Linked DNA regions of Canis lupus: region 2 is linked to region 1. A link is a contact called in public Hi-C data. All regions are on one chromosome and are shown on one strand. The core of a region is the stretch at or near the end of the contact, and the rest is flanking DNA. Distances in the headings are between cores, read along the strand shown.

What was found. A called contact is a pair of places that touch in the nucleus more often than the background predicts.
Region 2: a contact with region 1 is called in a Hi-C map of blood, with 3 times the contacts expected there. The contact joins the promoter of NAPG here to the promoter of LOC119876458 in region 1. A contact is called at or near these places in 2 of 9 Hi-C or Micro-C datasets (blood and skin fibroblasts).

The regions. Positions count from the first base shown.
Region 1 is chr7:75,927,017-75,933,496 of UU_Cfam_GSD_1.0, forward strand. LOC119876458 (homeobox protein engrailed-2-like) reads right to left here and starts at 3,864. Exons shown (of 3, transcript XM_038543877.1): 1 at 1,870-3,864; 2 at 1,557-1,762. The coding sequence starts at 3,813. The coding sequence ends at 3,220. It overlaps VAPA (vesicle-associated membrane protein-associated protein A), which reads left to right and starts at 3,589. Exons shown (of 6, transcript XM_038543874.1): 1 at 3,589-3,869. The coding sequence starts at 3,791.
Region 2 is chr7:76,486,854-76,493,057 of UU_Cfam_GSD_1.0, forward strand. It overlaps NAPG (gamma-soluble NSF attachment protein), which reads left to right and starts at 2,997. Exons shown (of 12, transcript XM_038543883.1): 1 at 2,997-3,164. The coding sequence starts at 3,109.

The sequences.
Region 1 (6,480 bases), core at 2,614-5,113:
CTTGATTAGGCTCCCCAGGAATGACTCCAGGGCAGGACTGAACTGCCCCACCTGGGCAGCTGCTGCCTCTGAGGCTGTATCTTTTGCCTCTGACCCGGGGATTGGGAAGCTGGATCCAAGAAGGGGGGCCACTGCTTCTGCTGACCTGCAACAACTGACGGTCTCTTGAGATCCAGGAAGTCAGTAAATGGAAGCTGGAATGCTGATGCAGAAAACTTCAAGTCTTGGGGCGTTTGTCTCAGCAGAGAAACAGCCAGAGGCTGCAGAAAGCTGGCCTTGGTCTCATGTCTAACTTTTAAGTCTCGTCTGAGTGTATCTCACTACTCAAACTTATTTTAAGAACAGAATAATAGCTGCAAAGGAGAAGCTTCATGTTTATCTCTTCTGCTTGAATATAGCCCTACAGGAGCAGCGACCATGTCTATTGGCTCACCACTATACCACCAGCACTTACCACGATGCCAGGCACACAGTCATAATTTAACATTTAGCATATATAAGGTAACAATGCTGGATCCAGGCACTACCCTAAGCTCTTCGTGTGCATTAACTCATTTAATTCTCACAACAAACCTCAGATGTAGGTATTATTATTCTCCCCAGTTTACAGATGTAGATAGAGCAGGCATAGAGAGGTGAAGTAAGCTGCTAAGACCATACAATGGTAAACAGGACTTAAACCCAGCAGTTCAGACCCAAGGCCAGTACTCTTATTCTGTATGCTTTACAGCCTCAGTGTTTATTGCAAGTATGCTCATTTAAATGTTTACTGAGTTGTATTACACAGAGGCCTGATCACATACAAATTCATAATTACATAGTACTTTTATAAAGTAAAGTTTAACATGTTTAACTACGGAGAAGATGGTTATACTTTGTTACCATTTGTACTGGTACCTTTTTTTTTATCCTTGCCAAACCTGGGAGATAATCTGTCCAAAGGTGAATACCACTAGTGATTCAAGTAGATTGAAGTAATATTCAAGGACTTCATACTCCTTGGACTCATAAAAACTTCTTAGTAGCTAGAGAAATATGTTTGAGTGTGTGTGTATATATATATCTGTATAATTGTATACATATATAGTATACATATTGTATACATTATACATATGTATAATTGTATACACATATAGTATACATATTGTATACATTATACATATGTATAATTGTATACACATATATAATTGTATACACATATGTATATACATATGTGTATAGTTGTATATATGTAATATATACATAAGTATACATATAATTGAGTATGCATATACATGTATATATGTATTCTGTATATATATTTGCCAATACTTTAAGAGAACTTTATGTGCTACATTAATCAACGTAAGAGCAAACAGTAAACATTAGGCTCCACCTTTCTCCATTCCTAACTTAAATGTCAAACAACACACAGACCAATTACATTTTAATTTGTCTTAATCACTTTCAGTTGTCGTTGCATTAGGGCTTTGGGAAAAACAAAAATGCACAGGATGGAAAATCGGGCAACTCCCCTTCTCAAGTTTAGCTCTGTTACTGTCGTGAGATGCTCTCACCTGTGTTTTCATCCCCATATTTGACAATAAAAGTACAACTTGCTGTTATTTGGTAGTTCTGAGAAGGGTGTGACGATGTCTGTAAAGCTCTTTGAACTGCTAGAAGACGTTAATAAATACCAAAGCAGAAACCTCTTCAATAGTGAACTGTTCAATGAGGGATACGATGATTCGGGAGAACTCTGAATCATTATCAATGCAGTGCTCTAAAACAGGAACAGAGGAATTATTCCAAAGATGTTTCAGGTATTCTCAGATGACCAGATATTTAAATTCTCATAGAGGTTTAAGACTATATGATATCTGAAGTCACCTCGAGGAGACAAAAACAGTCGATTTCAAAGGTCATGGCTTAAAAATAGGCCCGGGCTGCTTCATCAGGCTGGAAAACTGGAGCATATGCACTTCAGCCTTCCCATGGAATTCAGGGCGAACGCGAGCCGCCGGCGCCTGGGGAGTGCGCGGGAACTTCCGCAGCACGCGGGCCCGGGATCCTCAGACGCTCTCCGGTCGGTCGGTCGGGGCGACGACGTCCATCTGGCGGCGGAGCAGCCGGTTCAGCCCAGGCGAATCTGCCCACGGAAACCCGGCGTCTGTGGCCGCCGACGGGCCGTCTCCTCACGCTGATCGCGTGTGAGACCCCGTCCCACGCGGTGGTCGTCAGCCTCTCTTGACAAACGCCCAGTTGTGGTATTGTCCCTGGACGATGACTGAAATCTCAAGATAAATTTCGTGAACGAAAATAAATCCAAGGGGAAAAAAAAAAAAAAAAAAAAGAAAAGAAATCCGAGGAAAGGGGAAATTAGAACGCACTTTCGAACGAGGCTCTCACGGCTTAGGCTGCGTGCCCGTCGGAGGTAGCGTCCGCCGCGGGCGCCGCCTCAGGGCCTGACCCCACACGGGCGCGGCTGCACCGAGCGCGCGGGTCGAGGCGGCCCTCGTGCCCACGCTCATTCCGGACCAACGCGGCTGCCCCGCCGCTCCTCTGCGGCGCCTCCTGGGGGCTCCGGTGGCCGCCGCACCTCAGGCTCAGTCGCGGCACATCCACCGTCACACCTTCGCTCCCGGGGCTTTCCTCCCTCGCTCAGTTTGACCATCCGCCGAACTCGCTTCCAACACGACAACGTGGCTTGGGCCCGTCACTTGACAAAACCGAAGACCAGGCGCCCGCAACCCAACGGGGTGGGTGGGGACCCCCACTTGCAGCTGGGTAAGGGTGCTTCGTCAGGGCTCCCCGACGGCGGCGGCTTCCTGACCCGGGGCAGCTTCCTCCGTCGGCTCCGCATCGCTGGATGCAATTCAGGAAGCGGCAGACGTTCCGCTGGAAAACGACGGAGAATGTAGAGGGATGGGTGGACTTAGAAATTTCAGAAATCTTGGTTTTATATTTCTAGGCGGGGGACCTCAGGTCAGTTTTCAAAAGTTTTTTTTAAATTTTTTTTTTTTAATTTTTTTGTTTTTCAGCGCAGACGAGACGCTGAGAGCCAAAAACGGCTGTCAGCCGGCCCACCCCAAGCGCCTCCAACGGACCTCATCACCCTTCCCGCCCACCCACAGCCAGTACTACAACTCCCGGCAAGCATCACGCAGTGCCGCAAAAAGACCGGGCCCCACGGGCATGCCGGGAGTTGTAGTGAGTGAGCCTGACTACTTTCTCCTTCTCTTAAGCGTTCCCACTTGGAAGACAGTAATGCGCTGCTAACAGCCGGTTCTCCAGCTTCGCCGTCGGAACTAAACGTGAGCGAGGATTGCGCCCTCCCGCCCCGCGGTGCACACCGCGTCGCTGCCACGGGGCTTCGCTCCGCCCTCCATCCACACCCGTTCCCTTGACAGTTCGAGCTCCGAGCGGCCGCGAGGCCCCGAGCGCGCAGGCGCAGTGGCCGGCGCCGCGCAGGGCAGGACTGGAGGGCGGGACGGGCGCTAGGGGCCCCCGGCCGCCGGGGCGCGCACGTAAGCACGCAGAGGCCGTCACGTGGGGTGCCGAGGATCGCAGTGCGCGTGGCCGCGGCGGCTGGTGTGGGGTTGAGTCAGTTGTGAGGCCCGGAGCTGCTGACCCAGCGGGCGGCCCAGGGGTCCGGCCACAGAGCGGCAGGCGTCGGGGGTTCGGGCGCCGTGAGCCGGCCCCATCGTAGAGCTCGGCCGAGCCGCCGCCGCCGCCGCCGCCGCCGCCGCCCCCCGCCCCCAGCCAGCAAACCGCCGCCGCGGGCGCGCCCCCGCTCTGCGCTGTCTCTCCGATGGCGTCCGCCTCCGGGGCCATGGCGAAGCACGAGCAGATCCTGGTCCTCGACCCGCCCACCGACCTCAAATTCAAAGGTAGGCAGGGGGAGGGCAGCTGTCCGGGTGGGGCGGGCGGGCGGGCGGGCGGCCAGACTGGGGGCCGCTGGGGGGTCGAGGGAAGGTCGGCGGCCGGCCGCGAGGGAGCGTCCCCTCCCCCACGCCCCGCACTCTCCATTCTCGGCGGCGCCCGCCCCGGCCCTCGGCCTCCGGCCCCGCGCCCGGCCCGCGCTCGGCCCGCGCCCGCCCGCGCCCGCTCGCGTCTCCCTGCGCGCGCCGGCCGGGGCGAGGCGGAGGGGCCCGGCCCTGCCGCCGCCGCCGCCGCCATCTTGCGGTCCCGCGGGGGCGCCTCCCGGGGGCTGCCCGCGCCGCTGGCCTCGCGGGGCTGCGTCCTTGGCCCCCGCGGCCCGTCGGGCGTCGTCTGGGAGGGGGCGGGTGGGCGGTGGCCCTTGAGCCTGCGCTGGGTCCGCTGCGGGCGCGCGGGGGCCCCGGGGGTGGCGCCGGCTGTCAGCGGCGGTGGGAGGCCCGGGACGCGGGTCCGGGAGCAGCGGCTGGGTGGAGCCGCCCCGCGCCCCGCGCCCCGCACCCCGCGCCCCGCACAGGGGCTGCCGCCCACCGTGTCGCTGGGAGGGGATGGGGCTGTCGGGTTCGAGGCGCTGCGGGGAGGCGGAGAAGCCCGTGAAGTCCTCCAGTTAGGACCGACCCGGCTGTGCTGGCCGAGACCCAGGCGCGTGCGGGCAGGAAAGCTGTGCGTCAGCCCGCGGGCGGAGAGTAGTAGGTGAAGAGTAGACGCCTTCCTGGTTCTCCGGGACGGCATCTGGGCTCTCCTTCCCGCGGGCCCACCTGCCGGGCGCTCTCGCTCTGCTTGTCAGCTTAGCCCTTGTGCTGCGGAAGCTCCAGGGTGCGGGGCTCTGCCTTTAGGTTTCTGGTTTACGGGGAGGCTGCTCAGGTGTCCGTCGGCTCTGGAGCGCCCTGGGTGCACTTCGCAGCGATGCTGTGGTGAACCAGCGGTCCGACTTGGTGATCCCCGAGCAATCCGAGGCGGCTCTTGGCCCCGGTGGTGTTCAGAGTGCAGGGTACGTCAGGGAAGAGAGTTAGGCTGGTTTCTTTTTAGGAATGCCGGAGGCCTGGGCAGTTCCGACAGGGAAAGCGGATTCCTTCCCGTCTTGGTTTAACGCGTAAAGTGAATCGCCTTTTGGAAGATTCACGATCTTGTTTGAGCGGCTCTGAGGGGAGCGGTGTTTGCGAGGCGTGTAGCCATTCCAGTGCTTACAACAAATTAAATCCTTTATTGTTGTACGAGATTGAGTCCAAAGGGAAAACAAAAGCTTTCCATAGACAACGCTTTGAATAGTTTTAGAGATTTTAAAATATTGTTTCCTGGCATTTATGAGAGTAGTAGATAGGTCCTTTATCTTGCAAGCTTTTTAGGACATTTGCAGATTTCTTTGAATTGGGAATGTGAGCTGCTTGTTCAGTAAGGATTTGGTTTTAAGACAACTCCAATAATTTGAGGGGCACTAAGTGTATCTTACCGGAACAAGTTGACGTGTGTGGCGTTTCACATGGCTTTAGCTGAAAGGAAAAAGCACCTTTGGGGAATCATGAAAATTACCTTACTTAGATTATTTTTGACTGGAGGGATTTATTGTAACCTCTGTAATGGTGTGTGTGCTTTTGAGAAGTTAAAAGAATTTTTGCTTTTACTTTTTGACAGGCTGAGTTTACAGAGGAAATTTCCTCTACTGGTGGATGTCCATGCGTGTATTACCTTTAGGGACTTTAGAAGCCTTTGCAACCGGCTTTAGGCCAGAAAATGTGCGCAGAATTTGAAGCTTTCTCCCTAGAGAAGTTGTCATGTTGCCATAGTAAGAGACTAATAATAGTGGAGAAGCAAGCTAAAGAAACAACTCAGAACCCATACAATAACGTTCATATATTACATTATTTTAGTTACTGAAGAGTTATTAGTCATGATTATGGAACAAGTTTTTCTTGTGTTATGAATGAAAATAATTCACAATGACCATTTTTAAAAGTTTGGATATCAGTGACCACTTTTTAAAATTGACTTTTAAAAATGTATTTCACTGAAAAGTTTATGAAGACATATTTGGTTGGGCCACTTAGTGAACACTTACTGAAAGCTTTGTGCCATCCCTATATTTAATTAAGAGTATTCAACTAAGTAATTCAACAGTTATCAGATTATATTTGGGGATTCAGTACTAAACAAGGTGGGAAAAGATGTACAGTTTGTAGTTTAATAGAGAAAGCGTCCAGTAAAACAGTGAAACGTGTTAGGTTTTTTCTTTGTCCTTGAAGAACTCAGACTTGTGAGGGAGACCAAAGGCACATAGGTGCTATTAACAGAGGCAGGACTGGTATGAAGAAACCCCCAGGTTTCTTGGAAGAGGCTTATTTTCATTTGGGGGGTGGGGGGAAAGGGATGGGCAAGGGAGTGGTTGTTTACTCAACTACTGATGTAAGAGAATGTGTGGCTTATTTATTTATTTTCTCTCTTAAAGCAGGCTCCATGCAGGAGCCCGATGTGGGACTCGATCCCGATCCTGGGACTCCAGGATCAGCCCCGGGCCAAAGGCAGGTGCTAAACCACTGAGTCACCCAAGGATCCCCGAGAATGTGTGGC
Region 2 (6,204 bases), core at 1,747-4,246, 560 kb after region 1:
CTCTCTCTCTCTGTGTGTGTGTCTCATGAATAAATAAAATCTTAAAAAAAAAAAAGAACAGGCTACCCCAAATTATGGCACCTTGGAATACCAAGATGAAGGGATTTGAAAACAAAACAGGTGCAGGAAGGTCTCTCTGACCACCCCCTTCTCCCCTGAAGCAGGTCAGAAGATCCTGTAGGGTGGGGAAAAGTTTTCCTCAACTCTCTTAGGAGCTCTGGCTAGGTCTGAAAATTAGACAAAGATGAACAGGAGCGAAGTATGCAAGCATATTTCATGTAAGTTTTATCCTGGCATGGGGGCCTTCCTAAGGAAAAGAGGACCCAAAGAACCACACCTGGTACTCTTATGCTGAGTTCAGCGAGGAGTGGGCAGGCACGGAGGAACATGACAGGTTAAGGAGCAGGAGGTAAGGGTAGTATAGTGGGGGAAGATTGGCAAGTACTGTCCGCTCAGATTCTTCTGGGTCCCTCCATCTTTGGAGATAAGGATGTTGCTTTCCACCAGGTATAGGGAAGTAGCTCTCGGGTAGGGTTTTATGACCTGTTTCAGGGCAGAAGGGCAATGGGCAAAGGAGGTCAGAGTGATCTTCCTGCTTCTGCTGTTTTCTCAAAGTTCCTCACCGCACAATAGTCAACAAGTCAAGGTGACATATTCTGGGGGAGCATGTCCTGCACCTGTCAGTCCTCCTATGAGAAGTGTCCTCCCCATATCTGGAAGAGATGATTTATCTCAGAAGATGGAGGAATTCAGGTCCCCTGCAGGGACCCTGAATTGCTTGTCCTTGCTAATTTTCCTTCAGTTTACTACCCTTAAGGCGTGCCCTTTGTACTATCGTGTTTCCTACAACTTCCCACTCTTCATCAAATCTAGCGTAACAACATGCAGGTTTAGCCATTTTTGCAGGACTTCTTTTCCTTAGGAAGGCTCTGCATCTTGTAAGACTTATATTAAATAAATCTGTATGCGTTCCTCCTGTTGCTGTCTTTGCCAGTCTGATTTACAGAGCCCCAGCTGGAGAATCTAAGAAGGGCAGAGGAAGAGAATTCTTCCTCCCCCATACTCTCTTGCTTACAATTGCATCCTGTGAGGAACAGTGCCTTGTGCCGAGTAGGGGCTCAGAAAAGATTTAATGAATGGGTGTGTGAACAAGAGAGAGGGAGGAAGAGGCAATAGACTTGGTGTAGATCCCTTAGGAAAACTTCTGGCACTTTCAGTGGTTTTGGAGGTTGATAGCACTGGGTCACTGGGTGGACGTTAAGTCTAGTTTCACTTAAAAAATGTAAGACTTGCCCGTTTCCTGATAAAGGCCTCAGGTCTCTTATAAGGCATCAGTCATTCCAGAGCTATGGTGAGCTGGAGGTCACAGTCACAATATTTTACAACTCCTTTATTTCCCGACCTCTCGAATCTGGACTTGCCTCATGACTTGGTTTGACCAATACAAGTGGCAGGAGTGATACTGAGTTGGTTGCAGGAGGCCTATAGCTCCACCCGCCTCCACCCTCTTGGAAGGCTGTGCCCTCATACAGGGAAGCTCAGGCTAGTGATGGGATGATGATGGGAAGCCTTGGGCATGGATGGCACCTATACCCATGAGACTAAATAAGGAAGTGAGGATAGATGAGACAGGATCACTAGAGAAAAGGCAGACTACTAGGAACAGATGCAGGTGATTGGTGGATGGGCTGATGAGGCCAAATGCAAGATCTCCCCTCAATTGCTACTTCCTATTAAACAAGAGGGATCCCTGGGTGGTGCAGTGGTTTAGTGCCTGCCTTTGGCCCGGGGCGTGATCCTGGAGACCCGCGATCAAATCCCACGTCGGGCTCCTGGTGCATGGAGCCTGCTTCTTCCTCTGCCTGTGTCTCTGCCTCTCTCTCTCTCTCTCTCTCTCTCTGTGACTATCATAAATAGATAAAAAAAATTAAAAAAAAAAAAACAAGAAGTAAAAGCTGGCAGGCAGGCGGGGAGACTGCGTGGGAATTTTGAGGAGAAAGAGGGTGCAAACAGCCATCCAAGTGGATGGGTGAGTAATTTGACAGGAAAACGAAGCCCAGTTGCTCAGCAGCACCAAGTTATCTCCTTGATGTTTATGACCATTGCAATGAGGAATGTCAGCAGCTAGTTTGATATTTCTCCAGCCACACTTACTTGCCTAAGAGCAGTTCCAGGGTAGGTGGAGAGTTGGGGGTTCTCCAGACAGGGAGGGCCGAGGAGGCCCAGCTATCACAAGTGCGGCTAATAGGAGGGAACACGGGATCTAGGCCGGGTAAAGGGGGACGTGGGAAGAAGAGCAGAAGGACAGGAAACCGCAGAGCCTTCTGCTGAAGGCGAGGGGTTCCCGGCGCCAGGCAGGGTGGGCTGGAGTGGACACAGGGGAGGGCGCACGGGGCCTGGCGATCCGTAAGCTGCGGCTGCGGCTGCGGCTGCGGCTGCGGCTGCGACCCCGGGAGCGGGCGGCTGGGAGGCTGCACGGGCCCCGCGGGCATCGGGATCTCCGTGATGGTCCATCGGGCCAAGCTTGTACTTGTGCCCGAGCCCCGCCAATGTCCCTGAACCCTTCCTTCCGAGCGCGGACCGCAGTTAGTGTCGCCCGGTGACTGCTGCACAGTCCAGGGCACCGACGGTCTGTTTTGTGCAGGGGGCGCTCCTCGGCAGGGTGAGGACGCTCCCAGCTATGGAGCGAGTCATCGATTCTACACCGGCGTGTTCGCACCAGCGGGAAGGCACGGCTCCACCACGGCGGGTCTTCTCTGCCCGCTGTACTCCCTGCTGATTTCCCGGCGCTTGGAGCGGTTCCTGGCACCTAGTAGGTGCTCAGTAAATGTTCCTTGAACCAACGCAGGAACGAGCCAACCGCCTTCAGCGCCCACTGCGCCTGCGCTACACGCCCTGGGAGCGGGCGAACCCTGACGCTCCGCGCCTGCGCTGTTTGGGCCGGCGCGGCCCCGAGACCCGCTCCCCAGGCTGCTGCGCCGCCTTAGGTTTGAGCCCTCCAGGCCCCTGTAGCAGCTGGGCCGCGGGGCCGTTCCCGGCTTGCACTGCGGCGTTCCCACGCCTCCTCAGCCGGGCTCTCGCCTTTCACGTCAGGGCCCGACCTCGGAGATGGCGGCTCAGAAGATAAACGAAGGGCTGGAGCACCTCGCCAAGGCAGAGAAATAGTGAGTGAGAGACACGGGTGGGTCCGTGGCCCACGCCGGCCCCGCGCGGGAGTTGGAGGGGGCGCGTGGAGAGCGAGCGCGGAGGGCGGCGGCTCCGCGGGGCTGCGGCCGGGGGTCCGGGGCGGGGCCGGCTGCCCCTCCGGAAGCGGACTCAGCGCCTGCCGGAAGTCGTCCCGGCTCCCCTCTGGGCTCCCCTCTGGGCTCCCTTCTGCGGGGCCGGATGCTCCGCCGCTCGCTCTGGGTGTTCCCTTGAGGAGACCGCGCTGCGCCTCGCAGTTTGGCAGCATCCCGGGGCTCTACTTCCTAGATGCCCGCAGCACCTGTCCTCCCTCACGCTGACGACCAGAACGGACTCCCCGGGGCAGAAATCGCCTTGTTGAGAACCAGCGCTCTGAAAGCCTCTCGCGTGCGGAGGGGGCTGCGGAGGGGGCTGCGGCTGTGGCTGATAATCCGCGGGGGTCCCTTGTCGCGTCCCAGGGGTTCGCGCTCCCCTACTGATTGCGTGTGTTCTCCCAGCTTCTGCCACGGCCACGCTGTAGGCACCCGGCAGATAGGCGGGACTGAGCTGAGGCCGCCCAGCTCTCCGCACTCCCCTCCTCAGTGTCATTGCTGCGACGAAGTCGTGTCTGGTAATTGTAGAAAACGAAACCTCTACATGGAGTCGAGTACAGAATCTCACTTTACAGAAGAGGAGGAGAGGCCTGGAGAAGCCTTATGATGACTTGTCCAGGGCTGCACCGTTGAAAGATGGCAGCGCCAGCTCTTTTTCTTCTTCTTCTTTTTTTTTTTTTTATGTATTTATGATAGTCACAGAGAGAGAGAGAGAGAGGCAGAGACACAGGCAGAGGGAGAAGCAGGCTCCATGCACCGGGAGCCCGACATGGGATTCGATCCCGGGTCTCCAGGATCGCGCCCTGGGCCAAAGGCAGGCGCTAAACCGCTGCGCCACCCAGGGATCCCTTGAACGATGGAAAAATTGTTCCATTGTTCCAAAAACTGTTCCAATTGTCAAGTCTATAGTTACTGTGTTACTACTTCCTCCCTGTGACTGTGTTCTACTCCCTTTTTTGCAGGAGATGCCCCCAGCAATCTTACTTTCTCCCCTCTCCCTCTCCCTCTCCCCCTTTTCTTCTTTCTTTCTTTCTTTCTTTCTTTCTTTCTTTCTTTCTTTCTTTCTTTCTTTCTTTCTTTCTTTCTTTTTCTTTTCTTTTCTTTCTTTCTTTCTTTTCTTTCTTTTCTTTCTTTTCTTTCTTTTCTTTCTTTTCTTTTTCTCTGGGAGCAAACCCAAAAGTATCATTAAAATAGTGCGTTTGATAAAGACCATAATAAAGCGGTCTCAGCTTTGCTTTGGTAGCACAGGAGGAGGAGTTTATTCTATCTGGAAAATTTCAGGAAGATTTCCCAAAGGTGATTTCTAAGCAGGTCCTGGAAAATTAAAAAAAAAAAAAATTTTTTTAAGATTTTATTTATTCATGAGAGACAGAGGCAGAGACACAGAGGTTGAAGCAGGCTCCCTGCTGGGAACCCGATATGGGACTGTATCCCAGGACCCTGGGATCACGCCCTGAGCCAAAGGCAGATGCTCAACCATTGAGCCACTCAGTCCCGGAAAATAATTTTTTTTTTAAACAGAAGGAAAATCCCACGAGAATCTGTATAGGATTTAGTATGTGCATAGGCTTGAAAATATGCCAGGGGAATAAAGTAGAGTAGTTGCAGTGCCAGGGAATGAGCTTGAGCAGAGAAGTTGGGGCCAGACTGAATGGGCTGCCCCTCTGATGGTCCTGAATGTTAGCTTCTCTGGGGATCGTGTAACCAATAGGACCTGGCAAAAGAAATGTGGAGATTGGGGAGGGGAGAGAAAAGTGAGAATTTTGTCACATTCAGGCAGTGTATATCTGACCCAGCCATTGGAGCTATTGAAGTAACCAAAAGAGGTTCTTTATTCAGGAGTTTAGAATTCACAGGCAAGCATACAAGTCATCAGAGAGTAGAAATAAGATAGTAAATGCTAGAACAGAGGTATGCAGTTGTTTCAGGGGGTGTACAAAGTAAGGAAAAATTAATATCCTCAAGGTGGGGTGAGTGGAAGAGGAGGGAGGGCAGGCAAGAAAGGTGACTTTCCATGACTGGTTAGTAGACTCATGATGAGGGCCTGAATTAAAGTAACAACACAAGAGGCAGCATTGGACGGTATCCGTCAAAAAGAGGGGGTAAGCTTTACTTACTTGACTGGATATAGAGGGGAAAGCTTGACTCTTAGGTTTCTAAAAAAGAAAATATTGAAAGGGCAGGTCAGGTAAAGACTCAAAACTGATGGCTCTTTGTTTCGGCGTATGAGAAACCAGTAGCGATCCTGTTGTTTTCATAACATCCCAGTCTTTCCAGTTATCTTTCCTGGCTAATTCTCAACCTGTTTTGCTGACTCCCTGTGTTGTTGCTCTGAATATTTGTATTCTGTAGGCTTTCTGCTCACTTTCTAGATCTCCCTGGTGGATTTTAACTGGGCCCTTTGTGTGGTATGTGCCAGTGGCTCCTTAGTTAATACCTCTAGCCTCTCCTGAGCTTCAGCCTCATGAATCCAACTGCTTGCTTGATGCTGCGCTTCAGAGGGTCTCAAGTTTTGATGCACCTTGGGGCTTGTTATACTCTGATTGCTGCTGCCACCCCAAAGTTTCTGGTTCTGTAGGACTGGAGTTTACATTTCTAGCACATTTCTTAGTAATGCTGGTCTGGGGACCATGTGCTGAGAACTTCTGCTGTACTTGGATATTATACAGACATTTTATTTTTTTTTCAAGATTTTATTTATTCATTCATGAGAGACACAGAGAGAGGGAGAGAGGCAGAGACACAGGCAGAGGGGCAGAGGGCTCCATGCAGGGAGCCCGACATCGGACTCGATCCCCGGTCTCCAGGATCCCACCCTGAGCTGAAGGCAGACGCTTAACTGCTGAGCCACCCAGGTGTCCCTTATGCAGACATTTTAAAAGAAGAAAACCGCATCTGTGATAGTGAGAGGGAAAATAGGTTGATTTTA